Regions from separate parts of the Drosophila melanogaster genome. Here regions 1 and 3 are each linked to region 2. The links are chromatin contacts, called in public Hi-C and HiChIP or PLAC-seq maps. All regions are on one chromosome and are shown on one strand. The core of a region is the stretch at or near the end of the contact, and the rest is flanking DNA. Distances in the headings are between cores, read along the strand shown.

Region 1 (3,320 bases), core at 123-2,622, 1.3 Mb after region 2:
GTGACATTAATTAATAAATGAAAAAAGGTAGTTAAGATAAGAACAAAAAGCTATAATAAAAGATATATATACATATATTCCCACTTTCAATACAATCATCCGTTAGATTCAAATAGTATAATTCGTATACTCTTACTTTTAGTAGTAAAAATTGTAAGTTAACATTACACAGAAATAAATGTCTCGTAAAACAACCAATTCATTAAATTGAACCAAAATTTGGATCTACAAATAAGCATTTTACAGTGCTACACAACTGAAATGTACGTTTTGAGTAAGAGCGCCTTTTTGTAATAGTACAATCAGCATAACCCTCTAATTATCGGTATGCCGCACTAGAAGATTTATTTGTGTTTTCAATACATTGTGGATAAAATTAGATTAAGATTATCCCCTTTCACACCCTGTACGTAAATCACTGTTACCCTTTCTCTATATTTGTATAATCTAGTTTGATAATAATGAAATGGACACAGGGCACACTACTGTTACTTCGCATAGTTTTTCTGCGAGTGTAGCCTCTGCCTCAGCCGACGGCTCTGCCGCCGCGATGTTTTCTTCTCTGCTCATTTCGCTGTTCGTGTTCCATTGCCATTTTACTGCACTTCCCATTCGTATGCGTTAGTATGCGTGTGTGTGAGCTGCATTGTTTGCATTTCAAATTGAATTCCTTTACATTTTCAACTCCTTTTCGTGTCGCTCTCCCTCTCTCTCCCTTTCTCTTCCTTTGCCACTGCTTAAAAATATGCGATGGCATTTGGTTGTTGGTGCGTTCTGCATCTGCTGTTTTTTCTCTCATTGTTGTTTGGCTGTTGTTATTGTTTTTGTTGGCCAGCAAGCATTTTTCAATTATGATCGAGCAGTATTTGTCGCTCGTTTTGTTGTTTTGGTTTGGCTTAGTTGCCCATTGTGTTTTTCCATCGGCGTTCGTATCTGTATCTGTATGTGAATTTGTGTACTTAGTTTTTGTGATGGTTTTCTCGCATTTCACCCTGTTTTAAGAGGCTCTACGATCATTATTTTGCTTGCCGGCTGTTCGGCTCTTCCGTTTCTTCTTCTCCCATCGATCTTCTCTTTCTTCCCACCACCCATTCCCATCCCAATCCATCTATCACTATCACTCTCTTCTTCGCGTTTCTGCTGCTTCGTCTTCTTCTTCTTTTGGCGCGAGTAATTGAAATCGTAACTGGCAAAAATAAAAATCTTTGAGATATGCAAATGAGAACTGAAACTCAAGGCGCTGATGAGGAAGAAGCAGAGCACGATGAAGAGAGCGCTGTGAAAGATGATGAAGAAGAAGAAGAAGTGTTGGGCAAACAAGCGGAGATTGGGAAGAGAAAACGAAAGAAAACGCCAGGGACGAAAGAGAGTAAGATATAGATATTGTGCAAACGAAAACAGCCGACAAGCAAACAAGGCAACAAACGCAGCAACAACAACAGAAAGAAAAACAACAACAATGGCCCACCACAGCGATCCGCACAAAGTATTAATAATAATATGAATAATAGTAATAATAATGATCATATCTGGATGTATAGATGTACATAAATTGGTAAAGATGCGCCGATCAAAATCAACATATGTACATACTTTTTCCATTGGCAGATACAAGATTAAAAGATTGTATTTAATTTGCTTACAAGTTACATATTGTATATAAAAATGTGTTATGATATACTCATGTACCGGGTACAAAAATCGTATTACTTGAAAATATCTTTAAAATCAACCCTATAAAGTCGACAATATTCAACGCGAATGTTTTTATAGGATCGTATGTACATACATATGTACATATGCATGTATGTACATATACTTATGTACGTACATACATATGTACACAGGTATGTGGTACAATCCTTGAGTTTTTTACTATTAATTGGATTTTTTTTTCAAGAATCTACATACATATACATACTTTTAGAAAGTTTAGAAGGTTTATTTTCACAGTTTTATAGAGGAGATCTATAAAACTAAGATACCCACTTTTAGAGTATAGAAAGAAAAGTGAGCAATTTCTGCTGTGTAATTCATAATTACCGTGTGAAGAGTAAATACTAGATAATAGCATGCGTTTACATAGAAATCTACACAAGTACATATGCAAGTATATAAACAAATAAGTCTTCATGTACATACATATGTCAACAAATTTGAAAGTTGTGGTAAAATCCTCTCTATTTGATTTTAAACATACACTTACATTTAATTGATCAACTTTGCTTGCAGGATTCAATAATGAAACAGTGATGGCATAAACAAAGCTAATGTTTTATTTTAATTTAATTCAAAAACATATTGTTACTGCACACGACAGTGGTGAGTTACAGCATTGAAATCCTGCATACACGTCGCTAGATTGCATTATTGAGAATTCAAAGTTACAGGTGTAAGTTGCCCATCGTCCCGCGCAATTAAGAGAAAAGAGGGAAAAAAGTGACGGCGCTGGGACGGACATCTGTACCTGCTCAATTAAAAAGTCATTAACTGCGGCACACAAGTTGCACGCAGAGGAACCAAAAACCCGACCCGAGCGATAGAAGGACTGTGATTGACACCAGCACGCAAGATCCACCCTCCCTTCTCCGGCCGTCTGTCTATCTGTCCGTTCGTCTGTCCGTTCGTCTGTCCATTCGTCCGTCCGTATAAATCTGCCGATATAGCAGAGACATATCGATGCACGCACCTTGCAATTACCCGGTTGGATATCGAGGATCGAGATCCGAGTATGGAGGCATGTGGCGCAGAGACTCTGCGTAGAATTGCTCAAGTGGCAGGGATGGCAAATCCTATTCCGCAGGTGGTAGGTCAAAATTCAGGTACTCTACGCTCTTTTCTAACGTTATTTCAACGTGATGAGGCACCAGACTAAGAAAATACTATGAGCATTATTATTTTTAATTAATTAAGTTGGTAATGTAATCGTCACTGTGATACGACGTAATATGCTACAAAATATAACGATAATTGTGAAACATGATTGAAGACGATCTCTCACTATATTTCTCATTTCAAAGGATTAAACTTCAATGTATAGAAAAATATCTAACCCACTCCAAGGTTATGTGACAAGTGTCGCTTTCTGGTACTTCGTGGTTATTACATCCGATTACAGGGTATAATTAATTGCTACCATGTATCTGTATCTGCAGACCTGGAGGGGCAGATGACCTGCCTGGAAGTTCTGCAACTTTTGCCACTGCAGGTCAACTGTTGCGTGCCCATAAATGCGCCATAAAATGGGCTAATCCCATTGCAGTCGACTGCATCAGCTGCAACAGTTGCATCAGCTTTTGCAGCAATGCTCTCCCCTCCAG
Region 2 (3,151 bases), core at 278-2,777:
GAGTCTACGATCTACTATCAAAGTGTAAATGGATTATGTTTGCATGTATAGTTAGCTACTTGCTCAACTACCGTTTAGTTTAATCATTGCTTTGTATTATATATTCATCGAGTGATCAGTGCTGAGCTGAACGTGTTCTTTTCCATATGATTCACCTGTGATTTCTTGCAGATGTCTTGCGTCAGTGGCAAATGTGTCTAATACCCACAAAATCCGGGGGGTGGGTGGAAAAGTTTTTCCCCCCGAATGGGTAACAGAATATTAAATATCCGTTGGGGAGTTTCTCCGAAATCGAAATAAGAAATCGTTCCCCACGACGCAAGTGATCGAAGCCATTCGCCGAATTTAAGCCGACGACTCACTGGTGATAAACCAGAATCGGTGGATCCAATGTACATATGGATACATATGTATGTATGTGTGCATTAGGCGGGGATTGCTCGAACGCGCTGGTGACGTCGCAGGAATTCAAGGCATTTGCATCCCGCTGTGGATTCCACACTTTTTCGGCGCAACATTGTTGGAAAGTTTCTGGCGAAAAAAATCGAAAAAAATAAACGTCTGAAGGTTGGGCCACTAACTATTCACATGTGGCATCCATTTGTCAGGTGCTTATAAGGCGGCATATAATGCCAAACGATCGCAGCGTGACAGCCACCATTAATTGAGACTTGCTGTTGATAAGGCGGCGGCTCTCTTAAAAACCTCGCTAGATTTAAGAGATCGCCAGCTGAAGCCCAGCCTCCCAACGGCCGCTCTTTTTGGGATAATCCAGTTTAAACGCATCGCACAGTGGGATTTGCAATCCGGCTTAAGTGGGTTGACACCAATGTTAAAAAAAAAAAAACCAAACAATTTCAAATTGATTCAAACGAAACTGGAATTGAGTCAATTGTTTTGCTAAATTTATAAACCAATGCCAATAATCGCAGACCAATTGACTAATCTTATCTGTTCGGTTCCATTTTAAATCATACGATTGATTGTCTGAATATATGGCTTAATTTGTATACGATAGTTAATACATTTTACATATTATATTTAGATTACTATATAGATTGGAGTGACACAGATCTATGGATCATCGATCTGTTCAATTGTCTGATTTTCATTTCCAAGCGTTGGAAATATACATCCTAGTACAGATTTTATCTTATTGGTAGTATTACATATATTGGTAGCTTTACATATAATTACACAGTCGATCGATATATATATATAACGATATAACAATAAAGCCATCTATCAATCCAAGTGTTTGGCTTTTACGGTTATAAAGGCAAATGCACTTTGCGGATAAGAAAGCACGCGATCATGCTGATCTGGACTACTGGGCAACCCACTGGGCACCGCCATTAGTCCCACTGTTGCATCAGCTCCGCCGATTCGATCGGAGTGCAAAATGTAGATCCCGAAGAGAGCGGAGCGTTCGCCGCGTCCGAAGAGAGCGGAAGCAGAGCGGGCAGCGCCGTTGGCGCAAGAACTGGCGTTGTCGGCGGTATATATAAAAGCTAATGGCAGCGGCGACTTCCCATTCAAAATCGCACACCTCAACGCGCCGCGTGTCGCACTTGGTCCCCCCGGAATCCAAAAAAAAAAAAAATAACCACCCCAAATATTAACCCAACCCCACGTTAGAATCGCAGTCAAAACCCACAAACCGATCCGAAAGCGCGGTGTAGAAAAATCCCAAAATCCAATATTTAAAATATACAAACGGAAAGTTAAGTAACCCCCATTAAATTTTTTTGCTGTGCGAAGCGAGACAAAGAAGAGTGCCAAAAAGAATACAGAGCATCTAAAAAGGATTATCAATTCAAAGAGGAGCCACAGAAACCAATGCAAAGATGTGCCACAATTCAGGGATCGTGGAGAAAAACAACGAGCAGCAGATCGAGCGCTACATGGCCTGTGGGATGCCATCGAAGGCGGTGAAGAGTGTCAAGTACACGCTGAAGAAGCGCGAGAAGAAGGAGCAGCAGCGGAGAGATCTGGAAAAGGATCTGCACAGGGAACAGCAGTTCCTTGAGGAACTCGAGCTAAGCAGTAGCGCCAGCGACTCCTCCTCCTCCTCCTCGTCCTCCTCGGTCACCGGCAGCGATAGCGAGGATAGCGGCGTTACCGAAACCGTTTTGAAATCGTCGCCGTCGGCGGATATGACAACCAGTCCAAAGGTCATCTCACCGGCCCCCACACCCAGAAGCGACCTCTTACGATTCTGCCCGCGATTTCGCAAGCTGCAGCAGGAGCAGCAGCAGCAGATGCTCAAGGAGATGGAGTTGCAGGAGGAGGAGCCCTTGGCCACCAGCACGCCCGCCGCCGCCCTGAAGGCTCAACAGCAGCGCAAGCTGAGCTCCATGGAGCCGTCAATGGACGACGCCCTGGCCATCGGCACCCAGATGACTAGGCAGGTGTCCGAGCGAATCACCTGCCTGGTGGCCAAGCTGCAGGCCAGTCGCCTGTACACGTAAGTCTCCCACCATTATTCCCCGCTAAAACACATCATCCATCATCTTTCAACTGGACTCCTAAGTTGTCTCATTTCAATAATTACCTGCTACAAATTTAGGAGATAGAGTTCCGTTGAAACTTTCTAATATATTCGCATACTGCCACTTAAGTCACTTTAAAATATTTAACATTTGGATAGTGCCGCTTAAAATAAAATATCTGCTAGTTTTTCTACAATTCAGGTTTTTGACTCTTAGTGCAGTTTCTATTATTCCATTAGTTCTGTTAACAACTCTGTTGCGAATCCAATTAACTTATTGGTAGTTTTACTCCGTTGACGGCGAATATTTTGTATTTGTATGATCACAAAGTGCAAATACTTCTAAAAATAGCCAATGAAGTTAATATTTACGGGAGAATATTGAGTTACCCGAAGTAAAATTGATCTGTATGTATCATAAAGATTATTTTGTAGCGATCATTGGTCGGCATATAGCACGCCCCCTGTTACTAAATATGTACCAATAAATTCATCAGCTGACGAAGGAAGGAAATCCTAAATGCTAGCGCCACTATCAGCTCTTATCAGTTCATTGTCACGGCTGCGGATCATGCTGATCACGCCCCTATATTGATATTTATAAATGCAAATATAAGCGTAGAATTTTTCCACCGTCTGCTGTTGTCTGGGGCGTACAAC
Region 3 (3,365 bases), core at 440-2,939, 1.9 Mb after region 2:
TATTGTAAAATATTGTAAAATATTCGTAGGAATAGGTTACTCATACACAAATATGCTTGGCAGAAGGGAGAACATTTTCGGCTTTAGCTCATCTATATTTGTTTTAAATAGTTAAATGTGTATTATGAATACCATCATAATATATCGTAAAAAATACATATTTTTCATATTTTTATATAGTTCTATTACAATTTTATTAAGCAATCTTAAGCAATATACTTCTAGCATTTTTAGTTTGCTTCTATATACGAATTAACTTTGTGATGAGCCGCCGCTTCTACATTTGTTACCTAGGAGCTGCTGGCATTTAATGTGCATTGTTTATAACTAGTTGCTGCCATAATTTCGTCATTTTTGCTGGGACGATCCCCAGGCCCCAAGCCCCAAGCTCCAAGCTCCAAGCCCCCAGATTCCCTCGATCGTCGTGGTTTCAGCATTGTTTTGCGCACATTAACAACGCAACTCGCTCGCATTTGGCCGCCTTCGCCACGCCACGCAACTCACTCACTCGCACTCACACTGACATTCACATTCACGCTCACACTCACACTCACACTCACACTGGCACTCGTTCAGGTGAATGAATGTAAATATTATTCAAAAGCCATTCGTGTGGCGTTTAATATGCCCCGCACTCACGTGGGGCATATCAGTTGGAGATCCCGCTTGCTGTGACTCACCAGCTGATAGGAGTATTCTGCAGAACTGATTCTTTTGCTGCATTAGTTAAAAAAAATGACGATCCTAACTTAGTCTGAATGAGACACACTTCATTATCGTACAAGATTCCCTATCAATTTCTAGCACTCGAAACTGATAAAGATAGTGATTGGCGATTGTATGCATATGAATTTTGAATTGGTGCAGACAATGAAGGACTGATAAATATTTAACTTAATTAGCAATTTTTGTTAATATTTGTGTCAACACGTTGGTTACTTTTGTAAATGTGACGTACCATGTTGATAAGTTCTAAAGGAAGGAAATTTACAGAAGAGTTTTCAGAAAGAAGAAATCCTAAGATAAGTCTCAAGAATCACTTGAGTGGAATGGGATACACGATATAGCTATATAGAGAATATTGTTTAACTTGTATTTTAAAATTATTTAAAATCTATCTATCTAAAAGTTAACTAAAAGTATGTAATTTTGCTGTTTTCATAACAGCAGGGTTTTAAGGATGCAGAAAACATAGGATATATTCTCGAATTCTGTGGCAAAGGGTATAAGAGTATACCCCATAGCATGTTCCCACTGTATTAGAGGGTATCAAGACGTCGGTGCTCTGCTTCCTATCGCTCCCCCCGATTCTCCGCCTCTTTTTGTGGGGTCTCTCCCTTTCCGCTTGACGTTTGCGTGGGCTGTCGACGCCTCTGCCGCTGCCTCTGCGAACGCCGACGTCGACTGCGGCAGAGGTGCGGCCGGTGTTTCTGTTTCTTCAGCTTTTGGTTACATCTATGTACTATATGTATTTTATTCCCATATCTATAGCACCCGTATTCCTATCCCTATTCACATTCGGTATTGTTTTGCGCCGCTGTTGTTTTGCTTTGGCTTTTCGGTTTTTTTTTTCGGTTTTCGGTTTCTGATTTTTTGTTTATTTGCAGTTGCCGCCGTGTTTTTGGGCTTTGAGTGTGCCACTTGGCCACAGTTAGTCGCTCCGTAGTTTGTGCTCGGTGATTTGGCTTTTAGTCGCCTGTCAACCGCCGTCCCTTTCGATTTGCCCATTCGGTTTCGTTGATTTGCTGTTGATTCTGAGCTGATTTTGAGTTGTTTTAATGTGATGCGATGCATTTAATTGAGGCGCGTACGTGACGTTTGCAGATGCGCTTGCTGTTGCATCTTTGCCACTGCATCAATAGTCGGCTATCAGTGGTCAGCTATTGGAATTGCCAATGCACTTGCTGCTGGCCAGTGAGTAACGCACTCGTAATTGGCTCTGCTGAGATACAAAATCAAGAGCAAACAGTTGCCACACACCTGTGGGTAGAGTTTTGGGATTTCCAAAATAAAAAAAATATCTGAGAAAAGTTGTTTTGCTGATAAAATACATATTAACTAACTGTAACTTTTAAGTCATATTTCAAGTCGTAAACTTGATATAATTTTTTGAAAATTGCTCTGCCTAAATAGGTTTCCGAATAAAAATAGTAAGAAAAGTTCAAGCTAATTTAATATTTTTTCGCACATAGCGATTTTGAAAATAACCTATCGCGTACTTGTTAAGTGCATGAATTATCTGATAGCCAAATATTTGCGACTTAATATATGGTCTTAAAAATTACATTGTATATACATAGCAACACTATCTTTATTTCACTTTAATCGGGGCTGCTCAACAGAAGAAAGCCAGAGCAGTTGCATTATCACTGCTTGAAATGCTCGACACTATTATTTTGACTGCAGCTATGCGTGTTGTGTGACATACACACACACACACACACACACACACATCGCACACACAAATTTTAGCGCGTGATAAGCGACAGCGAAAACAACCATGGCAATAAAAGCAACAACACAACGGTGGGCAGTGATAAACACTCCGCGACAAGTGTGTAAAACATTTAAGCGCACAGTGGAATTGCATCATCTGGCCGCGGATTATTGCCTTATTTGTTTCCGAATGGCTATTTTCGGTGAAAGTTGTGATTGATAAGTTCCCTTTCTGATCATTTTTTTGTTGTTGTTTCGTTGTCCAATTTGTGTCACTATTGTTCTCCATCTGGCATCTGGATACGAGTTTTCGATCTATACAAAATGCCGCACATTGTTGTTTTTCGATTTGCATGCAGACTAGGCGAAGAAAGCTCTCGAAGCGGGGTAAATAAATAAAAAAAAAAAGTTAACACTCATAATGGGCTACAGTGGTCGCTGGAAAAAATCAATATTCCACTGTCAAGTCTGGGGTTCTGAGGTTTTCAAAACATGTTCCGACAAATCAATAAATTAAAATTTCTATAACCATTAATAGCTTACCTAAAACTTGTTTATAACGAAATGTATGTCGTATGTGGGGGATATTAATTTCCATAAATATCAATAATATGTTCGATAGCATAACTAGTATAAAAACATCAAGAACGAGACAAAAAATGAAAGGAATTGTCCACAAATGGTGATTAAAGGGTTTTTTCTTATCCCGCCTGAAGGACCATATGGACGTAACAGGATATAGTTCCGATTTCACAGTATTTTGCCAGCCATAAAATGGATCCACAACCACTGTGCGCCTAGAAGAGCCCCATAAACAAAACAAAAACCGAAAAAGACCAACAAAGTCTGCAAAAAAAAGAAGCAACAGCCAAAGCGGCAAGAAAAACGATTACGCCAACAGCCGCTGCTGCTTCAGTCGACGTCGCAGT

What was found. Hi-C and Micro-C count contacts between places; a contact is called where the count stands out from the background. HiChIP or PLAC-seq counts read pairs in DNA pulled down with a chosen protein or histone mark.
Region 1: a Psq HiChIP or PLAC-seq map of the Kc167 cell line shows a contact between it and region 2, with 4 times the contacts expected there. The contact joins the promoter of lncRNA:CR44885 here to the promoter of CG32512 in region 2. A contact is called at or near these places in 1 of 107 Hi-C or Micro-C datasets (eye imaginal disc) and 1 of 6 datasets of contacts at active chromatin or transcription factors (the Kc167 cell line).
Region 3: a contact with region 2 is called in a Hi-C map of the Kc167 cell line, with 2.5 times the contacts expected there. The contact joins the promoter of RhoGAP18B here to the promoter of CG32512 in region 2. A contact is called at or near these places in 5 of 107 Hi-C or Micro-C datasets (the Kc167 cell line, the S2 cell line, embryo and 1 more).

Annotation. Positions count from the first base shown.
Region 1 is chrX:19,786,208-19,789,527 of dm6, reverse strand. lncRNA:CR44885 (long non-coding RNA:CR44885) reads left to right here and starts at 1,372. Exons shown (of 3, transcript NR_123962.1): 1 at 1,372-1,486; 2 at 2,233-2,322; 3 at 2,385-2,798.
Region 2 is chrX:21,065,916-21,069,066 of dm6, reverse strand. CG32512 reads left to right here and starts at 1,527. Exons shown (of 3, transcript NM_001298580.1): 1 at 1,527-2,467. The coding sequence starts at 1,848. All of the region lies in intron 2 of bves (bves,), which reads right to left.
Region 3 is chrX:19,165,406-19,168,770 of dm6, reverse strand. RhoGAP18B (Rho GTPase activating protein at 18B) reads left to right here and starts at 1,689. Exons shown (of 6, transcript NM_001298497.1): 1 at 1,689-1,914.